Regions from separate parts of the Mus musculus genome. Here all the other regions are linked to region 1. A link is a contact called in public Hi-C data. All regions are on one chromosome and are shown on one strand. The core of a region is the stretch at or near the end of the contact, and the rest is flanking DNA. Distances in the headings are between cores, read along the strand shown. Region 1 has its middle 230 kb from the start of Gm42341. Region 2 overlaps Kazn (kazrin, periplakin interacting protein). Region 3 has its middle 29 kb from the start of Gm35531.

The links. Hi-C and Micro-C count contacts between places; a contact is called where the count stands out from the background.
Region 2: a contact with region 1 is called in a Hi-C map of cerebellum, with 2.8 times the contacts expected there. The contact joins two enhancer-like sites. A contact is called at or near these places in 7 of 484 Hi-C or Micro-C datasets (cerebellum, embryonic heart, nephron progenitors and 4 more) and 2 of 115 datasets of contacts at active chromatin or transcription factors (cardiomyocytes and embryonic basal ganglia).
Region 3: a contact with region 1 is called in a Hi-C map of neural stem cells, with 4 times the contacts expected there. The contact joins two enhancer-like sites. A contact is called at or near these places in 36 of 484 Hi-C or Micro-C datasets (the AtT-20 cell line, brain, cerebellar granule neurons and 22 more) and 2 of 115 datasets of contacts at active chromatin or transcription factors (astrocytes and embryonic basal ganglia).

The regions. Positions count from the first base shown.
Region 1 is chr4:142,879,354-142,881,981 of GRCm38.p6, forward strand. No RefSeq gene overlaps it. Among named protein-coding and RNA genes, the nearest start is that of Gm42341, 230 kb to the left of the region's middle. Within about 2 kb of position 1,333, at least 20 of the 459 cell types and tissues checked have an H3K27ac peak or open chromatin away from gene starts, as enhancers often do. A contact at or near this core is called in brain, cerebellum, neural stem cells and 1 more, where this site is marked.
Region 2 is chr4:142,135,617-142,138,244 of GRCm38.p6, forward strand. All of the region lies in intron 11 of Kazn (kazrin, periplakin interacting protein), which reads right to left. Among named protein-coding and RNA genes, the nearest start is that of Gm35581, 9.8 kb to the left of the region's middle. Within about 2 kb of position 1,310, at least 7 of the 459 cell types and tissues checked have an H3K27ac peak or open chromatin away from gene starts, as enhancers often do. A contact at or near this core is called in cerebellum, where this site is marked.
Region 3 is chr4:142,266,419-142,269,046 of GRCm38.p6, forward strand. No RefSeq gene overlaps it. Among named protein-coding and RNA genes, the nearest start is that of Gm35531, 29 kb to the left of the region's middle. Within about 2 kb of position 1,338, at least 37 of the 459 cell types and tissues checked have an H3K27ac peak or open chromatin away from gene starts, as enhancers often do. A contact at or near this core is called in brain, neural stem cells and stem cell-derived neural stem cells, where this site is marked.

The DNA.
Region 1 (2,628 bases), core at 83-2,582:
CACCCACAGTCAGGAAGCAGAGAGAAATGGATGCTGGTGCTCAGCTCATTCCCTTTCTTTTATTTCACTCCAGGTCCCCTGCCCATGAAATAGTGCTTCTGCACTCAGGGTGGGTCTTCCTTCCTCCCTCGGCTAAACCTGTCTGGGAATGACCTCAGAAGCATACCCTACCCAGAAGTTCATTTCCATGGTGATTCTAGATCTGTGATATATGTTGATAGTCAAGATTAGCCCTCGTATGTACAAAAAAGGGGAGAGGGTCACCACCATTGGCTTGGACTCTCAGCCTCCAAAACGATGAGCAGTGAATACCTATGATCTGAGCTGCCCTGTCTGTATATTTTGCTATACTAAACCAGAGGCATCACAGAGGGATCCAGGGGGACCAGCTAAAGATGAGAAGAGTGGAATTTATATGTGACCAACCTAGATTCAAGGCTCAGAGCCAAGGAAGCATTTCTGCCTCTCTGGTTCATGGTCATCGTCAAAGAAACAGGGTAGGGTGTAAAACTGGGGAAAAAAAAAAGCTGCAGTATGTTTGCCTGTAGCTCATGAGAGTGAAGATAGAGAGCACCTGACATTTTCCAGCCTGTAGTAAACTCTGGATAAATGTTAGATCAAAAAAGATGCTGATTCTGGGTCTAGCTCAACAGTCATCACTTTGAGGAAGCGGGGCTCTGTAAGTTCTCATTAATCCACTTTGCAGTCTGAGGTTTGCACAGAGCCCACCCTGGGGACGTGTTCCTGCAGTGGATGCTAGAGCAGAGAGTGCAGATGCTGGAGGCAGAGAGGAGGGAAGGGGAAGGAAGGAGAGGCCCCAGGAGTCACAAGACAGTGATACCAGGAGCTGGGCAGAGAGTACTGGTAAACCATCTGGACAAATGGGATATGAAGGGTTCCAGAGAGCTCTGGGCAGGAGGGGAGGGAGTGGTTTTAGATGCCTGACTATGTCCTGCTCAAGCTAGGAAACTTCTATGCCAGGACCTGCTCCTGCAGGATAAAAGACAACCATAGAGGGGGGAGGGGGAGCCAAGCCCTGCAGAAGCAAGCTGAGCTTCCTATTTGACACCTGCTAAGCAGATGAGACAGGGTAAATCCAGTCACCCTGTGTGATGTCCCATGTTACAGGCCATCTGCTGCATAGGCTTCTCGGGGTCGGGCACCAGATCTTCCCAGGGTCAGGGCTGAGGCTTTAACAGCCAGACCAGGCTGGGGCACTGAGGTTCAAAGAGAAAGAAGCCCCAATTTGTGCTTCCAGTTCTTCCTGGTTGGGGCAGGCACCACACTGAGGATAGGCTGAGTGGTAAGGGAAGAGTGCCCCCTTCTGGCCATCTACCACACTTCATGGTGTTCTTGGGGCAGACACTGGACAATATCCCTTAAACCCAGATGTCCAAGCTCTCTTGCCCTTGCCGACAGACATCCCAAGGCCTTTGCTCTATGGTTATTAAATTCTCTACCCTGAAAGCCCATCCATTAGCAATTCTATTAAAATTCCCCTATAGTCCTTATGAAATCACAAGGGACACCAAGGTCAGGAAAGGATAGTGTTCTCCCAAGGTCACAGCTCTGGAGGGAAAAAAAAAAAAAAAGCCTGACATTGCTGTTAAGAAGGGCCAGGCCCCTCTGATATATCTGTTAGCAATAGTAGATCAGAAAATGCAGGTGCGGGGGGGGGGGGGGGCTATAGGGGACTTTCGGGATAGCATTTGAAATGTAAATGAAGAAAATACCTAATAAAAAATTGGGGAAAAAGATGTAAATAACCAATAAAAAATAAAAGAAAATGCAGTGAGGGGTGGAGTGGGGGTGGGGGTGGGGAGGAAGACAAGCCTTGGAAGAGAGCAAAGGCTGGGGTACTTAAGGGCACACAATAGATTAAGCAGACATTGTCAGCAAAATGACTCCTCTCTTTCTGCTGCATCCAGATGCCTTTGTCTTCATCCTAGCCCTTCATTGCCTAGCTGTGCAATTCTGGGAAAGCGACTCAACCTCTCTGGGTGTCAACTTCCTAATCTATAATATGGGTAATCTGTTTAAATAGCAAGGTTTTTGTTTTTTTTTTTTTTCTGCACAGAGAGCCTAATAGATCAGACCCTAATATCAGCCTCATGCATCATGTCTAGCTGAGCTGTTTCTACAGTGCTGGGATGAGCCTCTCAATGTTCAGACAGAACTTGAAGGTTCTGCCACCTGTTACCCTTGAGCTGTGTGTCACCAGGTAGACAGGGTGCAGTCGGGAAACAGCTGAGTTACACTGCTGGGAGCCTCAGCTACCCACAAGCAGGGATCTCATGGCTAGGCACCAGAAGAAAAGTAGATCAGGGAGAACCGGGGAGAACGGGGCTGAAGAGATGGCTTAGTGGTTACGGGCATTTGCTGCTCTTCCAGGGGATCCAAGTTTAGTTCCCTGCTCACAGTAGGCTGCTTACAGCTGCCCGTAAAGCCAGACCCAGTGGATCCGATGCTATCTTCTGGCCCCTGTGGGCACCTGCACATATATGGCATACACATGGCATGAGAAAGGGGAGAGGGAGAGAGAGAGGGAGAGGGAGAGGGAGAGGGAGAGGGAGAGAGAGAGAGAGAGAGAGAGAGAGAGAGAGAGAGAGAGAGAGAGGTCGGGTTCAG
Region 2 (2,628 bases), core at 60-2,559, 740 kb before region 1:
GGGCACTGCACACAATTTGCTTCCCTAATACTGGGGTCCTCAACTGCTGCTTTCTAGGGATATCCTCCACCTCCTGGTGATGCAATAGAAAGCAACTAGGGAGTTCCCCAAACCAACGCTCACTAGAAAAGACTTCATCCTGATGTCCCCACTGCTCCCTGTGTGTGTGTGTGCAAGCACGTGTGTGTTAGATAGTGTCTAGTGCAGCCCAGACTGGCTTCAGCTTCTTACACAGCCAAGGGTGACCCTGGTCTTCTGATCCTCTGCCTTCATATCCCATGCCCTGTTACTAGGTGGCACTGGAGATGGAACCCATGTTCTAACTGTGTTAGAGCCCTGAAATATATCCCAAACCTCTGGTCTTGCTTCTCAAACACTAATTCTCTGGGGACCTTGTTCTCTGGGATACAGCTGTGGAGAACACAGGCTAATACGCCCCAGCTGCTTATTCAAGCATCTTCCCTGATCTGGGCCTCAGGACACCACCATGCAAGGAAGGGTAGCTGAGGAGGCCATTACCACATCCCAGCGGCCATCACAGAGGGAGACCCAGCTATGACTTTGATATCTAAAGGTCATCTACCATACAGATATTGGTTTTTATTATTGTTTTTTGAAACATGGTTTCTCTGTGTAGTCCTAGCTGTCCTGGAACTTGCTCTATAGACCAGGCTGGCCTCGAACTCAGAGATCTGCCTCTGGGCTGGAATTAAAGGTGTGTACCACTACCAACCAGCCATAGAGATTCTTTATAAGCTCACAAAGAACTATTTTATCATGCACATTTCTGTAGCTGTCCTTTATCAGGACAGAGCCCACCTAGTAGAGGTCCAGGTTGAAAGAGCTTAAGAGTCATTTGTCATAATAGAGAGGGATGTGGGGGTGATGGGGGAGGCCTCTGTGAGGTCTCTTTAGTTAAAATGTAAGTTGGAGGTGTTCAAAAACTGTGTTGTTTGAAAGCCAGACCTGAGAGTGCTTGCTTGTGATACCAGCTACCAGAGAGTATGAGGCAGGAGAATTTCAAGTATAAGACCAGCCTAGGCAACTTACTGAGTCCTGTCTCAAAATAAAAATAAATAGATAAATAAAGAGTCCTGGGCAATGAAACCTGGTAGTACAGCACGTGTCTAACACGAGTGAGCATCGGTTTCAATCCCCTGTACATTTCCCCAGGGCAAGATTCCACGATGCAGCCAGCCCTCTCCTGGGTTCCCAGAGCACAAAGCCAACAGCAGTGGGCCAGTGCCACATTGTTGAGGTGTGGGGCGCAGCTCTGGGCCACTTGCTGATTCATCCCTTACGGTTGGGGTGCCATATGCCTTGCCCTGCGGGAGAGGAGCTGGCTCTCAAGTCCATGGCTCAGGTATGACAGGACTGGGCTTGGCCCACAGGACAAATGCAGGTCATACTGGTGCCGTTCTGGCCAGGAGGAAGGACACAGAGCTTGCGCTGGACCCCAGCCTACTTCTGCTGTGTAGTCTGGCATTACTCCTATGGGGGTAGAGCTTTTGGGCACATGAGATAAGGCCGATGGGAAGACTGCCTTATAACAGTAAAGTAGTACCAGGCTGGGTCAGAGGCCATTGTGTGAGCCAGTGGGGGTGAGGGGATCTTTCAGCCAGGTCCTGCACCCCAGAGGGCAGGCATACCTATAGAGCCTGGCCCCTCCCAGTTCTAGATGCTGGGATTCAGCCAGACTCCCCTGGCTCAAAGCCCTGGGTTCCATGCCCAGCCCTGTGCAATTCAGGCATAGTAGTGCTTACCTACAATTCCCACACTCACAGATGTGACTGGGCCTCAGGTTCCTCACCGGTAGGTAATACAGGCTGGGGGTTAACAGAGTTAATTACGGAACACACAGCATGGAGCCTGGCCCATGGCGTGTATGCTTAATGAATGTTAGATATTATTGTTGTTACTATTATCTGTTACACGGGTTGGAGCCTGGGAGTATGATCGGGAAAGCATGCAGAAAGGCTACTGAGGATGGCCCTGGAGGTTGAGTACTGCACAAGCCAGGGTGTCAGTCACCCGTTACCCCAGGACCTCAGCATTTCCCTAAGGAACAGCTCTGGGTGACTCTACTTCAGTGTCGGACTAACAAGTGCCATTTGGAAGGTATTCTTTCATTAAGGAGGTGCTGGCAGGGCACTGTGGCTCAGTGGTTGGGGTTTCCCTTGCATGCACAAAGCTATAGGTTCTACCCCCAACCCCAGTACTGCTGTTTACTAGACGAAAGCACAAAAGGGGGGCGGACTTTTGGGTTAGTGTGGCCCCACTCTTTTTTTTTTTTTTTTTTTGGTTTTTCGAGACAGGGTTTTTCTGTATAGCCCTGGAACTCACTTTGTAGACCAGGCTGGCCTCGAACTCAGAGATCCACCTGCCTCTGCCTCCCGAGTTCTGGGATTAAAGGCGTGCGCCACCACGCCCAGCTTGGCCCCACTCTTAAGTGGCAGAGCAGTACAAGGGCCAGCTTGGACTCTGACCAAATCACGCTTTTCTGAGTAAATTTTCTCCATGTTTATTTGTTTTTCTTTAATCCAGCGTTGAGAGGCCAGGCTAGTTCTGGAATAGCAAATAAACTTCACCCTTGCAAGTCTGACTAATACTTGAAGTTTTGGAAAACGA
Region 3 (2,628 bases), core at 88-2,587, 610 kb before region 1:
CAGAGGCTGAGCTACGGTCACTCTCCAGCAGCAAGGGAGGATGGGAAAACTGGGAGCTGACTGGAGGAAGCCGGCCCGCACATATGGCATGGTTTGAATGAACGACGTCTACTGTAGAGGGTCCTCCCTCATCAGTCTGTTGAGAGCCATCTTGAGGTCCCAGCTGGACATTCAAGTCAAAGGTTCTGGATGGTAGGGCTTGGGTTGCCACTGAGTGCACAGCAGGTCCCCTTCTGAGGACAGAGAAGACACTTGCCCCACAGTGACTCAGACTTGGTGCTGGGGCTCCGCCCTGCTTCTATCACACATGTGTGTGCAGTGGGGGAACTGATTTCCCTTCTCTGGGCCTCACTCTTCCTTCTGTAAAATGGGGGCAATTGTAACACTCCATCCTGGGGACTGATGGGAGAGCCAGATGTTCAGATGTGAGAAGGGAGAGCCAGATGTTCAGGTGTGAGAAAGACTTAGCATCTATTAATGAACTGTCACTTGGCGATACAGCACGTGCACAACACAGAGCCAGTCCTAGTCTGGTGCCTGCTTCCCACGGTTTTCTTCTTTTCGCTCCCTGCACTGAAGCTCTTCCTACAGTGATAGAGAAGCCATCTGTGTAGAAACTTCATTGATTGATTGATTGATTGATTGATTCATTCATTCACTCACTCACTCACTCATTCTTTCATTCACCTAGCATTTCTTCTGATCTCATTATATCGTGTTCCGACCCCCCCCCCCCATCCTTGCTTGTGTGTCTCCTTGGCTTTTTTAAAGGAAGCTGTTTTTTATCTTACTTGCATTCACTGGCCTTGCCCTGGACCATCTTTCCTTCACATTGCTGGCTCTCAACTCTCCTGTCATTCAAGCCTCAGCTAAAGTGTACCTCTCCCTCTCACAGCCTTCCTGGCTACCTGAGTCAAGCCCAGTCTCCCACGCCCTATGTCTGCCTGCTTTGTTTTTTTGGACCAGGGAGGGGCAGAGTTTCCCTGCTGCTGGGGATGAGGCTGCCTCCTCACTTTCTACAGAACACAGTGTGAAGTCCCTCTGTCACTGTGAGACCTGGTATGTCCCACCCTCCCGGAAGATAAGCCTCTTGCTGGGTCATACATTAGGTTATGATAGGGTTGTGACCCCCATGCCTGGAGCCCTGGTGTGCCCCCAGAGGACTGGTGCTTTTGGTCACAGGCTGTGGGGGGTCTTTAGCAAGAGATGTGGGTGGGATTGGAAGGGAGTTAATGAGAGAGCCTGCTGATCTGGCAGCTTTTCTAATTAGGCTGTGACAGCTCCAGACCCAGCCAAGGAAATCGAGCTTCATATGCTAATCAGGCTCAGTCTGCTATTTCCCGGCTGGCAGAGTTGCCCTGAGCCTGAAGTGTGTGTGTGCCCAGCATGCAAGCCACTGGGGATGAGGGACATAGCTTCAGGTGGTAGCTGAGCTTCTGGGGCACTCAACTGCCCTGGTTCAGGGAGAAAGAGGCGTGGGTAATGGGAAAAAGCTAACAGCGAGCGGGTCAGCTACAGACCCTCCTATACTGAAAGATGATAGGCCTTGGATGCTCAATTTCCAAACCTCATCCCCTCTGATGCTGGGCAGTCATCTGTGTCAGGTCAGCTACTGGCCCTGGGACACTGGCCTATGTCAACACTGGGGCTGTGGATGCTTCCTGCCCAGCCTTGGGGGGGGGGGGGGGAGAGAAAGAGAGAGAGAGAGAGAGAGCGCTACACTACACTGGCTGCCCAAATGACACACACAGAACTTGTTGAGTTGATTTTCTTATTACTGATAAGAGCCTAAAATCTTAGATCTGGAACTAGAATCTGGAAGACACATGCCCAGGGATCCATCCATTCATCCATCCATCCATCCATCCATCCATCCATCCATCATCCATCCATCTATCCATTCATCCATCCAGTCTCTACTGTGCAATCCACTTAAGCACAGGGGACACAGAGAGAATGCTGTCTCTAATCAAGGACTTTATTGCCCAAGGACTGTAGATCAGCGTTTACTGACTGTGTGCTCATCTTCACGGGTCACAGAGGGACCCCTCTCTCAGATCTGCAGGCCAAGAAGGACCTTAGAGGAGCTGCATGAGACAGCCGAGGGGCTTCAGTGGGCTGTCGTCAGGCATTTTGTGTTCTTGACATCCCAACATGCCCTCTCTTTCCAAGGATGCTGTGGGTTAAGGCAAGCTGGGGAGCAGAATCACTTCTCAAAAAATCACTTTTCACAAAAGAGAGGCTTTTGGGAACGATGAGGCAGGATGTGGGAAAGCAGAGATAGGAGATGCTGACCGAAGTAACCTAAGTGGGGCAGGGCTCACAGGTTTGAGCCCATTCAAACAAATTACTTATGTTTAAATACTTGTTCCCCAGTTAGGTGAACTGTTTGGAAAGGATTTGGAGGTGTGTCCGTGTGGGGGGAGGTCTGTCTCTGGAGGTGGGCTTTGGGATTTCAAAAGCCCATGATGCCATTTTAATGCTCTGTCTCACCCTTGTGGGTCAGGATATAAAGCTCTCGGTTATTGCTCTAGCACCGTCCCTGCCTGCCTGCTGCCATGCTTCCAACCATGGTGGTCATGAACTCACCCTCTGAATCTGTAAGCCCCCAAATACACGCTCCTTCTG